2 separate regions of the Mus musculus genome follow, and region 2 is linked to region 1. A link is a contact called in public capture Hi-C data. All regions are on one chromosome and are shown on one strand. Each heading gives the region's core, a stretch centred on a gene start, on an enhancer-like site or on the middle of the called end of the contact. The rest is flanking DNA. Distances are from core to core; before and after follow the strand shown.

Region 1 (7,227 bases), core at 3,134-5,633:
GCAGGGTGGGAGCTACCAGGGATTGGGAATTCAAGGAGTAGCGGACACCCGAAGGTCTAGAGACTAATGTTACAAACATATCTTTAGTGTTAAAGAAAAGTTGTTGTATTTTAAGTGGTTATATAACTGCATGTATAATGTCCTCAGTTTTACTACCACTTGCCCTGCAAAACCTGGTCCTTTTAAAAGCTTCTCAGTCTCTGCATGAAAGATTGTTGAAAGAAAGATCACGACTGCACCCTTATAGCCTCTAATCTTGGCACTAGAGAGCAGAAGGGTCTCTAAGTTCCTGTCCAGCCTGGTTTACAAAGTGAGTTCCAGGTTAGAACTACAAAGCAAAACCCACGTCTGAAACATAAAACCAAATCAAAGCAAACCATCCAACCAAAACTATTTACATTATCACAATAAAACACAAATGGGGCTGGAGAGATGGCTCAGCAGTTAAGAGCACTGACTGCTCTTCCAGAGGTCCTGAGTTTAAATCCAAGCAACCACATGGTGGCTCACAACGATCTGTAATGGGATCCAGTGCCCTCTTCAGGTATGTCTGAAGATAGCTAGGGTGTACTCATCATATATATAAAATAATACAATCTTAAAATAAATAAAATACAAATGTAGAAACTCAAACAAAATGAATGTATAGCTTAATAGTTAGAAAGCCAGCATCTTGGGCTGGAACATAGCACACAGGGAGAGTGCTTGCCCAGTCTGTGTGGGGCCTTGGGTTTGACTCTTCAGCAGGCAATCAATCTCTCCCTACTACCTGGGATGTGGACTAGAGCCCAGCAGTTTCCCTGGGGCCCTCTATGGCCTCTGCCTCAACCTGGCCTGCCTTTTTCCTCCCAGAGGCACCCAGCACCCAGACGCTCTTACTTATTACCAGTTTCTTTGATTTCTTGTCCCCTTACAGCATATATTAATTGTCCAAAATATTATGCTTCATTATGATACATTTATACGTGTAAACAGTAGGCCTTAATAATATTCACACTCAATTTGCATTTTTCTAAACACAAGGTTTCAGGTAGTGTAGACTTGCCCCCAACTTGCTTTGTTAGCTATGAGCTTTTATTTTTCAAAAACTACCTTTAATGATGGTTCTTAAATGCTTTAACCTCCCTTCTAGCCCATCATCCACCAGAGGTAGGTGGAAAAGAGAGGTTATTAGGATACCGGGAGACGGGGGGAGTGGAACTGTTTAGAAATTGTTCTTTGGAGAAAATCCTATCTGTGTTGTCAGGAAATCAGCAGTGAAGTTCACAGGATTCAGCAGCTTGATCCACTCACAAATACTTCACGAATATACGAGCAGGTCAGATTGGTAGAGTTGGGATAGCAAATACGAATCAGCAGCGGTGGCCCGACCTAGCAGAAACTGCCAGGCTTCAGCCGAATTGGCTGGAGTTAGCAGGAGGAATTAGGACCACCAGGGATGCCAGGGGAAGTTCTCAACTGTGCCGCTCTCAACAAATCGAAGGTCAGTGAAGACGCGAGACCAAGAAGCACTGCAAAGCTAGTTATGCAAGCAAGCCCAGCCTCCATCACCGTCCGTTGAGTCCTATTTATACTGCCTCAAAACACCAAGTGTCCTCTACAGGTCTTGCCTTACCACGTGTCTTGCCTCAGCACGTGAGCCTGTCTTAGCAAAACTCCATGTGAGTCTATGTATAGCAGCTGACATCACTCTGCTAGTTGACCCGAGTCCACGGAATCCACAAGAAGATGTGGGAACCACCTAGAGAAGCTTTTCGGCGTGTTTTTCTCTATGGAGTCATGGCAAATGCAGTTCAACAAAGCGTGTAAGGCAAACCAATACATCACATCATTATCAAAGAATCCTGCATCATACGCCCTTTCAAGTGCTTGCTTTAGCAAAGCATCCTTTGACCTGTGACTGCTTCAGCAAAATGTTCCTTCACGAACAACCTTTTACCTGTGGCCACACTCCTTCACATGTTTGCAGCAGCAAAACACCCTTCGACATAACTGACTATTTTTTTTTCTTTTTTCTTTTTTCTTTTTGTTTTTTTTTTTGTTTTTTTTTTTTTTTTTGTTTTTTGTTTTTTTTTTTTGAGACAGGGTTTCCCTGTGTAGCCCTGGCTGTTCTGGAACTCACTCTGGAGACCAGGCTGGCCTTGAACTTAGAAATTCACCTGTCTCTGCCTCCCAAGTGCTGGGATTAAAGGTGTGCACTATCACTGCCCAGTCTGACTTTTCAAAGAAACCACAAGTTTCCACTTCATAACTGGGTACAACTTTGACTTACTGATCCTGCTTTGTCTCCTGAGTGCTGGGATTATAGGCATGGGGCTCCAAACCTGGTTTATGTGAGTCTGGGGATGGACTAGGCCCTGGTGCATACTAGGAAAGTACTTTACCAAAGGAGCTATGACTCCAGCCCTTGTGTTTCTTTTACCAGTCAAATGTGGATTTTTAACTCTTATACTATTCCAATATTCTCATATTTCTAAATAGGGTCTCAGTTATACCCAAGCTGGTCTCAAATTCTTGTCATTTTAATTATATACATACATACATACATACATACATACACACACACACACACACACACACACACACACACACACACACACACACATGGTTTGTCTGCCTGTATGTCTGTCCACCATGTACATGTCTGGTACCTGTGGAGGCCAGAAGAGGTTGTTGGATCTCCTGGACCTGGTCTTGAGTTACCAGGTAGGGACTGGGGGAAACCAAACCTGGGTCCTCTGCAAGACCATGAATGCTCTTAACCACTGAGCTACCTCTCCAGTCCCAGATCTAATCTCTTAAACTGAAGTGGTTCTCACACTCAGCTAATCTAGTGCTTTTGGGATTTCTTTATTTGTTTTCTTTTGAGATGGGTCTCTTGTTGCTCAGGTTGGCCTCCAAGTGACTATGTAGCTGAGGCTGTCCTTGAACTCCTGATTCTCATACCTCTGCATCTAAAATACTAGGACTACTGGGGTGAGTCACCATGCCTGAGTATTTCATACGTTTCTTGTGTTAGACTTGCAATCAGCCATATCTAAAAGCAAAGCCCCAGGTTCAAAATGCTATATGAAAACTATAATCTAAACTGGGCATAGTGATACACCCCTAATCCTGGTTGGTGCTTAGGAGGTCAAGATCAGAAGATGGCCTCGATCGGGAGGCAGAGGCAGGTGGATTTCTGAGTTTGAGGCCAGCCTGGTCTACAGAGTGAGTTCCAGGACAGCCAGGGCTACACAGAGAAACCCTGTCTTGAAACAAACAAACAAACAAACAAACAAACAAACAAACAAACAAAGATGGCCTCAACTTAAGGCCAGCCTGGGCTACCTATGAGTTCCACACTAGTCTGGGCTATATAGCCGGAATTCAATCTCCAGCAACTACCATCTATAGTGAGCTCTGGTACTCTCTTCTGACATGCAGGCATACATATAGGCAAAACACTGTATACATAATAAATAAATATTTTTAAAAAGGATAAAATTTAGGGGCTGGAGAGATGGCTCAGTAGTTAAGAGCACTGGCTGCTCTTCCAGAGGTCCTGAGTTCAATTCCCATCAACCACATGGTGGCTCACAACCATCCATAATGAGATCTGATGCCCTCTTCTGGGTGTGTCTGAAGACAGCTACAGTGTACTCATATACATAAAATAAATCTTTAAAAAAAAAGGGAGAATTTTAAATGTTCAAAAAAAGTAATGAGTATGTGAAGAGAATGACAGGTTAATCTACTTGCTTTGATTGTACAAATTTCATTTATAGTACACTATCAAATATATACCTATATAATTATAGTTAATTAAAAATACATGATAAGAACCCCAGAAAGTTGCTGTACACAAGCTCATGGAAAAATCACTGTCTATTCACTGATTAAAAAAACAAACTTCATCCATCCTCCTTCCTTGTCTTCTCTTCCTCCTCCTCCTTTTCCTCCTCCTCTTCCTCCTCCTTTCCTCTTTGGCAGAAGCAGCAAAGGAACTCAGGGCACGCCTGGGAAGTACTCCCCTGAGCTACATCCCGAATCTCTTACTCTTAACTTCTTGGTAGCACAGGTGTGTGTGTGTGTGTGTGTGTGTGTGTGTGTGTTTGTTTGTTTGTTTTGAAAAAGCTGACAACAAAAACAGGCATGGTGGCACTGGAGAGGCAGGAGGACTGCCACAAGCTTGAGACCTGATCTAGGTAGGAGGTCCAGCCAACGCAGGGCTGCCGAGGGCAGCGTGAAGTGCGTAATAAGACCATATTATGAACAACCACACCAATCAGTCCTCGGCAGTTTGAACAGCTCTAAGTATGGGGTGAGTGTGGCTTGCACCACTCTGCACTGGTGGGCTGGCGAAGGAAAGGGGGTTTCAGAGGGCAAAGGCCTGCCTTGGAGCCCAGCTCCCAGCCTGGCAGTGTATTCAGTCGCTGACAGCTCATGAGGGGAAGCGGCATGATGATCCTTAAGGGCTCCGTTCTTCACTAGAACTGTGTGGGGTTCTGGGTAGTGTTTGCATCTTCCTGGGGGGAAGCCCGAAAGGAAGTGATTCTTTTGGAGTGTTATGAACAGACCAGCAAAAAGGTGAAAGGAAAGCACGCACGCGGAAGGGTGAGGCCGGGTGTGGCCACTGTGCAAGGGCAAGCTTCTTTGTATCTGCTTGGGTAGCTTTGCAGAGGTAGATGACCTTGGACAAGGAGCGAGGTGGGGCTAGGTGGGCGGGGATTGTGGAGGTTTCTCTTGGATGCTTTTTTGTAGCCCCCCCCCCCCACTGGGGCGGTGGGGCGTGGGATTGTCTTTGTGTGTCTGTGTTTATGGGTATGTGTGTGGGTATGCATGCACATGGAGGCCAGAGGTTGGCATCTGTGTCTTTCTTGGCTGCTTTTCCACTGTATGTTTTGCAGACAGTGTCTCTCGCTGAACCTGGAGTTGTCTGTTCGTCTACACTGGTTCAGAGGGCCCCAGGATCTCCGTCTTCCCACCCCAGCGCTTACAGCACTGTTTGTTGTTGTTGTTGTTGTGTTGTTGTTTGTTTGTTTAAAAAAACAAACAAACCCTGGATCTTGCATGGCAAACATTTTGCAAGCTGAACCATTTCTCCAGTTTTTGTCTTTTTTTTTCTTTCTTTCTTTCTTTCTTTCTTTCTTTCTTTCTTTCTTTCTTTCTTTCTTTCTTTTTTTTTTTTTTTTGAGTTTGTAAGTTAGTTCATTACTTCCTGGTTCCAAAATAGATGAAGGACAAGATCAAAGCCTCTGAAGCAACATTTGTTTATTTTCCAGGGAAATTTATCATCAAATCCGTCTCCATTTACAAAGGAAGGCTGTGTCCCTTCCCCCAAAGGTGGGATTTTGGGAACAAAAAGAGAGTTACCTCCGGGAATACTTGCTATGGTGGAAGGTGGGTGGCTGAGGCTCTTGACACTCAGCTTCCTTTGTCACCTGCTGTCAGGGGTGAGGCGCCACTCTGGCTTTGGTTTAGAAAGCTCTGTCTGTCTGTCTGTCTGTCTGTCTGTCTCAGACACACACACACACACACACACACACACACACACACACACTAATATATCAGAACCCAGAGTTCCATTATCCATCTTGAAATGGGGCCTCTGTCTGTCTGTTAGGATGTCTGGGGAGAGCAGAGATGTAAACACAGAACTGGAGATCTACCATTAGCGCCGATTTCATTTGCTATCAGCTTACCCATTACCCTTTGAGATGCCATTAAAAATGCATTCAGGATGTGAGGGAGATGGGGCCTCTCAAAATACAAGTTGATTGTAATTGATGACGACAATCCTCCTCTGCCACCCCTCTTTCCCTCGCCTGCCTTTCAGCTTCCAGTGGCTTTAAGCCATCTGGGACAGAACCCAGAGCAGAAAAGAGAGGAGGGAAGAGGGCCTCCAGGCAATGGTAAGTGCTGCCAGAGGCCAGGGAGCCAAACTCCTCCAGGATGGCAGATCCTTGCTTGGGACCTGGGACTTAGCAGAGCATTTATGCTTCTAACAGCAGCTACCTGGTACTGAGCACCTGGTATGTGTCAGGTGCTGTGCTAGGGCTCCAACCCTACCTCCTGCAATGTTAGGTAAGCTCTCTAAGCAGTGACCCTCCACACCCAGGCTCCAGTGACACGCTTTACATTTAGCGACATTCAGTTTTCACATTAAGCTGTTATGAACCTTATTTTACACACGAGGAGGCTGAGAGTGGTTCAGTGGTACGTTTACTAACATGCAGGCAATACTCAGTAGAATGGGGATTTGAACCTGACAGCCTGCCTTTAGAACAACCCTGTTAACTTAGTGTATGTGTATACCCATATGTGTGTGTGTGTGCACTTAAAGTTTTTTTTTAAATACTTATTTACTTATGTATGTGAGTACACCGTTGCTCTCTTTTGACACACCAGAAGAGGACATTGGATCCCATTACAGATGGTTGTGAGTCACCGTGTGATTGCTGGGAGTTGAACTCAGGACCTCTGGAAGAGCAGTCAGTGCTCTTAACCACTGAGTCATCTCTCCAGCCCCATGTATGTGTGTTTTATACACGCAATTCTGAAAGTCCATGTATCTGCGATCCCAACTCTCAGTCAGTTAGGAAACAGGATCACAGGAAAGCCCATTCACCTCAGGGACGCTTCTTGCTGCCAGGCACAGGCAAGGAGCTCAGAACTCTCCCTGGGTGGGGGCAGAAGCAATCTGCTCCATGGTATACAAACTACCCTTCTCTCCTTCCCAGGCTGAGACATAGACTTATAGCTTGGGTTGATGGGAAAGCCCACATCTGGCCAGGACAAAGAAAAAGGATGAAAAGACCCTTGTCTCTGGCCTTACACAGTCACAGGGGAACTTGGTCTGCATTGTTACAGGCAAGAAGCATAACTTTTTTCGTTTGTATCACTGAAGTCTGTAGATGAGTAGCCAGATTTGCAAGCTGATGGAAGAAAATAAAAAGCCGATGCGTGGGACAAGATGGATTATGATATATGTGATATATGTTTGCACCATTTTGGTAGCAAGCCAAGGAACTATTGAAAGCGTGTTAAGTAAATTCAGGAGCACATGGAGCCCTGAAGATTATCAGCAGGGGCACTGTAATGATTCAGAAAGGCCACTGGGAAATTCCTCAATGGTCCAGAAAAAGGAGGGGCTGTACAATTTGGTTAATGGAATTAAGAGTATACATACATCCTGCTCAGTTCTGCAAATGTGGGGAGTGACTACCTTGTGCCCATCGAGGTTGA
Region 2 (7,227 bases), core at 1,570-4,069, 630 kb before region 1:
AAGAGAACAGAATGGAGAGGGATATTGCCTGAGGCTAATATCTTGGCAGTGAGCTGCTGTGTGATGTCCTGGGATGGAAAGTTTTGTAGGGATGGATCCCTGGCAAGATCCTCCTCCTGATGAGTGCTAAGACTTCCTGGCTGCGGGCTTGCACCGGAAGACAGGTGGGGCAGTACGCAGGGCAGCCAGCTTCCTCACCTGGACTCTGCCATTCAATACTCCTTAACCTTTCCGCTCTGTCAGCAGAGCATGGAGCAGCTGCTGCGTGCCAAGTTCTTTTGGTGCCCTTGGAATGAGAAAGACAACGCTCTTAAGTCAGGAAGGTTTGAGCGCAACCAGGAGAAGCTGAAAAAACAGAAGTTATACTGGAAGATGTTGGAGGGTAGGATGGGGTGGGGGTGCGCACAGAGTAGGCAGCAGAGGCAGCAGGTGGCCGGGGTCCCAACAAAGAGTACTCAGTGCAGTGCCCAGTTTGGGCAGCAGAGGGCAGCAAGAGTCCTGCAGCCAAGAAATTGACCTTTAAAAGCTGCTGGTGGTTAGTGAGGACAGGGAGCCTGAAGAGAATGGGCAGTGTGGCATCAGCTTTATGGGGGTTCGTGCAGATGGCTCCTACGTCTTTTAGAAGCGATCAGAGGACCCTACCCCTACCCCATTGTTTACTTATATTGGAGGCTGCACCAGGGGTGTCCTTTTTCTCTGTCCCCACTCTGAGAGGATTGACTCTACCTTGTGGTAAAGAGAATGGTGGCTTTCAGGAACTTACAGCCATTTTTTTTTAAAGATTTATTTATTTATTATATAAGTACACTGTAGCTGTCTCCAGACACTCCAAAAGAGGGCGTCAGATCTTGTTACAGATGGTTGTGAGCCACCATGTGGTTGCTGGGATTTGAACTCCGGACCTTCGGAAGAGCAGTCGGGTGCTCTTACCCACTGAGCCATCTGACCAGCCCATTTTTTTTTTTTTTTAAATTTCATTTTACCTGTATGGGTATTTTGTTTGCATGTATATCTGTGTACTACACATATGCCTGGTGCCTATGGAGGCCACCATGGCGCTGGTGTTAGATGGTTATTAGCCATCACGTAGGTGCTGGGAATCAAATCTAGCTTTGAGCCATCTACCCAGGCCTTCCCGGCCATTGCTTAGTGTGATGACCTTTAGGGGTTGAGACGTAGGATACCTGCTGCTCCCTCGACAGTTTGACCTGAGCCTGGCCCTTACTCTCTCTGGCATTGGGAAACCCAGGAAGACCTCCTGCCAACTGCAGAGGCTCAGCTGCTGAGTTCCAGGCTGGATCTTCTCCCCAGTCTCAGTACAGGTCTCTGGAGAGGAAGCCAGGTCTGAGGAGGCCTGGGGCTGTGAACTGATCCACTGGATCATTCCTTCAAAGGGCTACTACCACAGTTGTCTGGGCCTGGTTTTTCCATATTTACAGTTGAGATGGAGGTGAAGGTGTCAGGTACACACTGTGTGTCTGCTCACACACACACACACACACACACACACACAGAGAGAGAGAGAGAGAGAGAGAGAGAGAGAGAGAGAGAGAGAGAGAATGGAACATGGTGTGTGTCCCAGATGATGAGCTGACTGAACCAGGGAGGTTGAGAGGACAAGAACACGATGCCGGGGCTGCGCGGGAAGGCAGAGAGCCCGGCCCCTGGCATGCTGCAACTCAGCACCCTTTGGCTTGCTTGGTCCCGCCCTCACTGGCATCTGTATTTGTATTTTTTTAACTTCCTCACAGTTTACCCATGTTGCTGGGCTTGGGCTACTCATTTCAGCCTCTGCTTCCCATCTCCTCGAAGTAAGAGGTGAGCAGACATGCTGGTCTGAGGGGCCCCATGCCACCATGCTGTTGGTTGAATCGATAGATATCTGGATACAGTGGGGTTAGGGATAGACCCTAGGCTGTTTTCTCCAGGCTAGCGCCTGAGTGAGGGACGCTGCAAGCCAGCCTCCCTGGGTGGGCAATCAGAGCTTGGTCTTGCTTATCTCACAGAGGCTGTGTAGCTGTGGGCTCCAAGGGCAATGAGGGATTAGGTCTCTGTAGAAAGCTGTCCAAATGATGTTCTGGGCCCCAGTAATGGGACTTAAGGCTAGAGAACTGTATATTTCTGGGTCTTTTTGTTGCCAAGGATAAAACACAGGGCCTGGGACACTGTTCTGTAACATTCTATCCTTGTCTCCCCTCAAGCAATGTTTCCTGGAGACTTGTGACCAAGAAAGCCACCAGGGTTCTCAGGTGCCCAAAGAACAGCTGTTGGCTAGGTGTCGTACCAACCGGGGCCTGTTTCACTTGATGTTTTGATTCCTTGGCGGTGGCACTGGGGCCTAGAGCAAGCGATAGGCCCATGGTGTGGCCTTCACCCCATTGTTCTGTGCATGGCTCAGTCAGGACCAGGGGCAGAGGACCTCCATGCTTCCAGAAAGCTCTGGTTTTGACCTGGGCAGGCAGCTAGCTACACGGGGATAGGCTTCTCTGATGCAGGGTGGCCTCTGGAGGGTGGAAACTGACTGAATCGTGAGGCTGCTGGGTGTGGAGTGACCAGGGTGGGCCATGGTTGGAGGTAGGCTGCGGGAAGCTTGAGTGGTGGGAGCCAGCACCGGGGCTGAGCTGGCAACTGATGAAGGCTCCAGATCAGCCCTCTGAGCATAACTGGTTGGTCCTGTACCAAAACCTTCAAAAGTTATTTGCCTTCCTGGCAGGGCCCAGAGCAGGGCTGTGGCTGGTTTGGGGGAGAGGCCTCTGTGCGCAGGGGAATAGAAGCCCAGATCTGCATCCAGAGGCGATTTTCCCAGGCTCCTTCCTCCCACACAGCGGCTCCCTCCCTTGGAGCTGGATCAGGCCCTTCCAGCCAAGTCATCCTGGCTGCACAGCCTAGCCTGGTCTGAGCTGCCTGGCGTCTTGAGTAGCATGGGGCAGACTCAGCAGCCGAGGTCTCCTCCTACCAGGCATGACTCCACCCATCAGCAGTTGGGCAGACCACTGAGGTGGAGGCCTGAAATGGCCCAACTTCAGCTTGAGCCCCTGGTTGTCTCATCGATCTTAGGGCAGAGGCCCAAGGTCAGTGATTTACCCTGAAGCAAGGAAAGGGAGCCACACCATCTGTGGGTCCCTGAAGTCACCTCTACACTTGCTCCCTTCCCTGTGTCATGAGCAAGTGACTGTGACCATCAGGAGCACAGCAACTTTCTCAGTGGCACCTCAGTGCCAGGCCTCAATTGTCCCTCCCATCCAGGGTCTTGGAGCATCCAGATGGAAAGGGGCAACGCACTGGTGGTGCTGCGCAGCCTGCTCTGGCCAGGCCTCACCTTCTACCACGCTCCTCGCACCAAGAACTATGGCTACATCTACGTAGGCACAGGAGAGAAGAACATGGACTTGCCCTTCATGCTGTAGGAAGGCAGGCTGGATATTTATGTGGGGTCGAAACACTCTTTCATAAAGTTCAACTGTTGGGCCTTTTTGTTCTGTCTTGATTGTTGTCATTTTGTCCCTCTGGCAATCTAGTCACCTGGCTATGAAAGGCCAGAAAACAATTCTGAACCAAGAAGCAGAGGCCTGGGATGAGCTAATGAAGGAGGAGGCATCAAGTGTAGATGGGTGGAGATGGTGTGAAGGGGCAGTTAGGGGCCCGCTCAAATTCCTGGATTCAACTGAAAGCTGCTAGTAACTGACAGTCACTAGGCCCTCACTGCAGTGTGGTGCCCGTCAGCAGACGATGGGACCTGTGTGGCACATGGACCTGCCCCAGGTCCACTGACAGGGCCCATTAGGCAGTTCCCTACTATGCACAGGCCCCACATTTCTAAGCACTGACCACACGGGGAAGCCAAGAGCCTGCTTTATTACATTGCCTTGGGTAAGGCTCCCGTCCCTGCTCCAACCTCAGCCCCAGCCAGGCAGAAGACCACAGTGGCCAGGAGATCCAGCTCCTGGCTGCCCTTGGCTTCCAACATTGCAGCTGGGCAGATCCAAGGCACAGAAGTTAGTTCTCTGTGCTGTTGTGGAGGATAATGGTTCTGGTGGGAGGAGCAAGTGCATCTTCTAGACGGTTCTAGTCAGCTCTTCAGAAGTCCTGCTCCCACTAATGCATCATCTTCAGAGGCCTTCTGGAGTAGCAGACATTGTCTTTCAGGAGTGGTGACCCCACGGCCATACCCACCTTGTTCCAACGGTGGCCTTTTTTATAGATGGGCTTGACGGACTTGGGAGCCCAGCGAGTCAGATAGCTGTAGTGGGAACACAAGAGGTTGCCTGCTGGGGCAGGAAGAGCCGGACACTGCCCCCTGGGGCTGTGCTGCCTCCCTCACCAGTTTTCCTTTCTCAAAAGGCAAAGCATTTTTGGGGGAGGGGACTGCTGTTTTGTAAACAGATGGGCTGGGCTCTTGCGGCTACAAGTGTGTGTACTCAGGGCTGAGGTGGAGTCTGGCAGCCCAGGCCCATCCCCTTGACCTTTAAGAGTTGTCAGTGTACATCCACACTGCAGGAGGAAGGCAGAGAAGAATCCTGCTTGTCACGCAGGTCTCTGGCCTGACGCTGGAGACAGGAATGTGACAGAAGGCTGGAGAAGGCCTGCACTCATCCCACTTGGCTCCTTTAGATCTCCTAGCCTCCAGGGGACTTCCCAGGGCACCTCAATCGTTGCAGGACCCCATCCCTCACCCCATAGGAAGCAAGGGATGAACACAGCAGTGCTGTGTTCCAGCAGGTTTCTGTAAGTAGGAGGGGCCAGGGAAAGATGGCGGCCACCCATGGCCCTCTGGCCTCCTCTGGGGATAGCCTAGGCTCTGACTGTTCCTGGAAGAGTGGGTCATAGCACCAAGACTGGGGTTTACTCTGTTCATAATGAAACCTGGCTCCTGATCAGGAAGGCCCATCCTTCATACTCAAGAGTTCAACCACAAAGGCCAGGTCCTCCTGTGTTCTATGTGAGGTTGAGGCTTGCCCTGGCTGCCTCTAGAGGCCCTCAAGTTTTACTTTAAAAACTAGTATTCCTGGCAGAAATTAAAATTTTTTTTTTGGCTGACATCTTCTGGCTGACAGAGGGTTGCTGATTCACGCCTTTCTATCATGGTTCTTTGGAGCTTGAGCTGTGAGCCTCATGCAGAGGGAAAGCTGCGGGAGGTCCGTCCTGCATCTGACCTGGGCAGAGGTGTGTGCTGGGCACAGGAGGTAGGAAGATGAGGCCTTCCCTAGTTGGCTGGACCCACGAACACTGCACTGGGGTACCCCCTGCACAGGGGCTGCTGTTTCTATGGTCAGTTGTTTTAAGACAACAGGTTAGCCCAGCATAAGTTCCGTCACCTCCAGCTAGCCCCTTCACTGGCCTCTCCTAGCCCTCAGAGGGAGAGGTGAAGATGGGGTTCATATACAGGCCCATGGTATAGGTGTTCATCAGGACTCAGGGACTTGAGAAGAGCCCGACTGCGCAGCGTCTCCAGAGCTTTCCTCCTCAGCTCTCCTTCAGTGAGCCTTGGCTGCATCTGTGCCACATGGAGCAGCTAGCTAACTGGTGTAGGCTGGGGGCATTCAACCAGCTCTCTGCGGGCACCTTGGCTCTAGTGAGAACTCAGGCTTTCCTAAACCAGCCCCTTCCTACCTCTCCTGAGCTGGGCCTGGCCTGGACACCTGTGTGCTAAGCACAGGAGAGGAGAGGGGATACTATCCCCTCTGCTGGAGAAGACAATGCTGTACCAGGGTGCTGAGGACACAGAGGAGTGAGCAGGGCCCCTGAGTGCAGCCAGGGACCTTTGGGCATAATCACAGCGTACAGAGATCAGTACCTCCTGAGCCAGGCCTTCCCTTCCCCCAGGATGGCCTTTTGCAACTCAAGAGCCCCCACACATCATCAATCCTGTGTCACACTAACGGACACCGGATGTAAGGGAGGGAGCCTGGCCTGGCTTCAAAGGCCCGAGGGCAGGATGGATTGTGGCCTCCGGCTTGCTGCTGTCTCTTAAAAAGCCAGGGCTGGGGGTGGGCTCAACCCCAAACGGACCAGAGCATGCCCTACTCCTTGGGGCTGCTGGCAGATAGCCTAGCCCAGTTCAGCTTGGGCTCAGTATCTAGGGATGAGGGAGGCAAGGCACAAAGACACAAGCCTATATTACCCTATCCTACACTCTCTGCTTAGCAACCGGGTCTGCCAGCCTCCACCTAGGCTGTGGCAAGGATCTCTGCACAGGTCTGTTGGAGCTGGGGAGTCTTGCTCTGCCTCAGTCTTCCTGCAGAGTGTCTCTTCCTCACTATCACCAGAGGCAGCTTGACACACTGGAGGTCAGGGGCATAAGAACCGCAAAATCAATTCTAAAGACCCAGCTCTTTGCTGAACAGGGGGCTATTATAGATCTAACTGCCTGTGAGGCCTATGTCAGGGAGAGGGAAACCTGCAACAGGACAGCTGTCTGAGTTAGGTGAGAATCTGCTCTCACTGGAGGGGCCTGCCTAGCCTGCTGGAGCTGGAGGCCCGACTTGAATCTGTCCTCCTAAGGCCTCAGGATAACTCGGTGACATAGCAGTTATGTGGGCTGTTAACTGCATGACTGCAAGGGGCATTGGTGACTGACTATGCAGGCTGCTTTGATGCAATGCTGTGTATGTCACCCTATCCCAGACAGTCCTCCCATGGCTAAGGCCTTGCTCTGCCCTGTAATGACCCCAGTGCTGGAGAGCTGGGACATCTAAGTTTGTAGAAATGCTCTGACTTCCCCATAGCAGCCAGTGCAGTGTGATATCATCAACAGGGATTGACACAGTCTAAGGCCCACCAGCAGCTTCCTTGCCCCTGTGTCAAGGCCCTCTAGGACAGAAGGAGAAGGGAGCTGGGCCAGGACGGTGGCAAACATCATACAGTACAGCCATGCAGGAAAGGTTCAGGTGTGTGGTGGCTGGGAATGGCGCAGCCAAGCAACACTCCAGCTCTCTCGGGCTGCTGTGAGACCCATGGGACAAGCTCCCCTAGAACGCAATGAGATCCATAGGCCCTGAAAAGCTTGGGTTAACTGTAGGCATGACTTCTTACCGGTTGAGCTTGGGTTTATCCTTTGGTAAGCATCCTTCTGGAAGCTGTGGTCTGTGATTTGGTAACAGACCTGTGTGGAAGGAAGAACACATGAGGGGTCAGTCTTCACAGCTCTGAAAGGGCCAGGGGTAAAGACCATGGGAGTGGGGAGGAGGGTGTGTGTGGAGTGTGGGGCGTATTTGTGTGTGTGGCTGT

Evidence for each region. Capture Hi-C pulls out chosen DNA fragments and counts their contacts.
Region 2: a capture Hi-C map of embryonic stem cells shows a contact between it and region 1, with 4 times the contacts expected there. The contact joins two enhancer-like sites. A contact is called at or near these places in 5 of 39 promoter capture datasets (the 3T3-L1 cell line, 3T3-L1-derived adipocytes, the SN4741 cell line and 1 more), 1 of 484 Hi-C or Micro-C datasets (embryonic fibroblasts), 3 of 115 datasets of contacts at active chromatin or transcription factors (astrocytes, bone marrow-derived macrophages and regulatory T cells) and 2 of 9 other capture datasets (embryonic stem cells and liver).

What each region holds. Positions count from the first base shown.
Region 1 is chr17:45,493,002-45,500,228 of GRCm38.p6, reverse strand. No RefSeq gene overlaps it. Among named protein-coding and RNA genes, the nearest start is that of Aars2, 10 kb to the left of the region's middle. Within about 2 kb of position 4,383, at least 13 of the 459 cell types and tissues checked have an H3K27ac peak or open chromatin away from gene starts, as enhancers often do. A contact at or near this core is called in embryonic stem cells, where this site is marked.
Region 2 is chr17:46,125,518-46,132,744 of GRCm38.p6, reverse strand. Mrps18a (mitochondrial ribosomal protein S18A) reads right to left here. Exons shown (of 6, transcript NM_026768.3): 5 at 7,033-7,102; 6 at 3,837-4,240. The coding sequence ends at 4,096. It overlaps Rsph9 (radial spoke head 9 homolog (Chlamydomonas)), which reads left to right. Exons shown (of 5, transcript NM_029338.4): 5 at 3,247-3,475. The coding sequence ends at 3,407. Among named protein-coding and RNA genes, the nearest start is that of Rsph9, 15 kb to the left of the region's middle. Within about 2 kb of position 2,819, at least 59 of the 459 cell types and tissues checked have an H3K27ac peak or open chromatin away from gene starts, as enhancers often do. A contact at or near this core is called in embryonic stem cells, where this site is marked.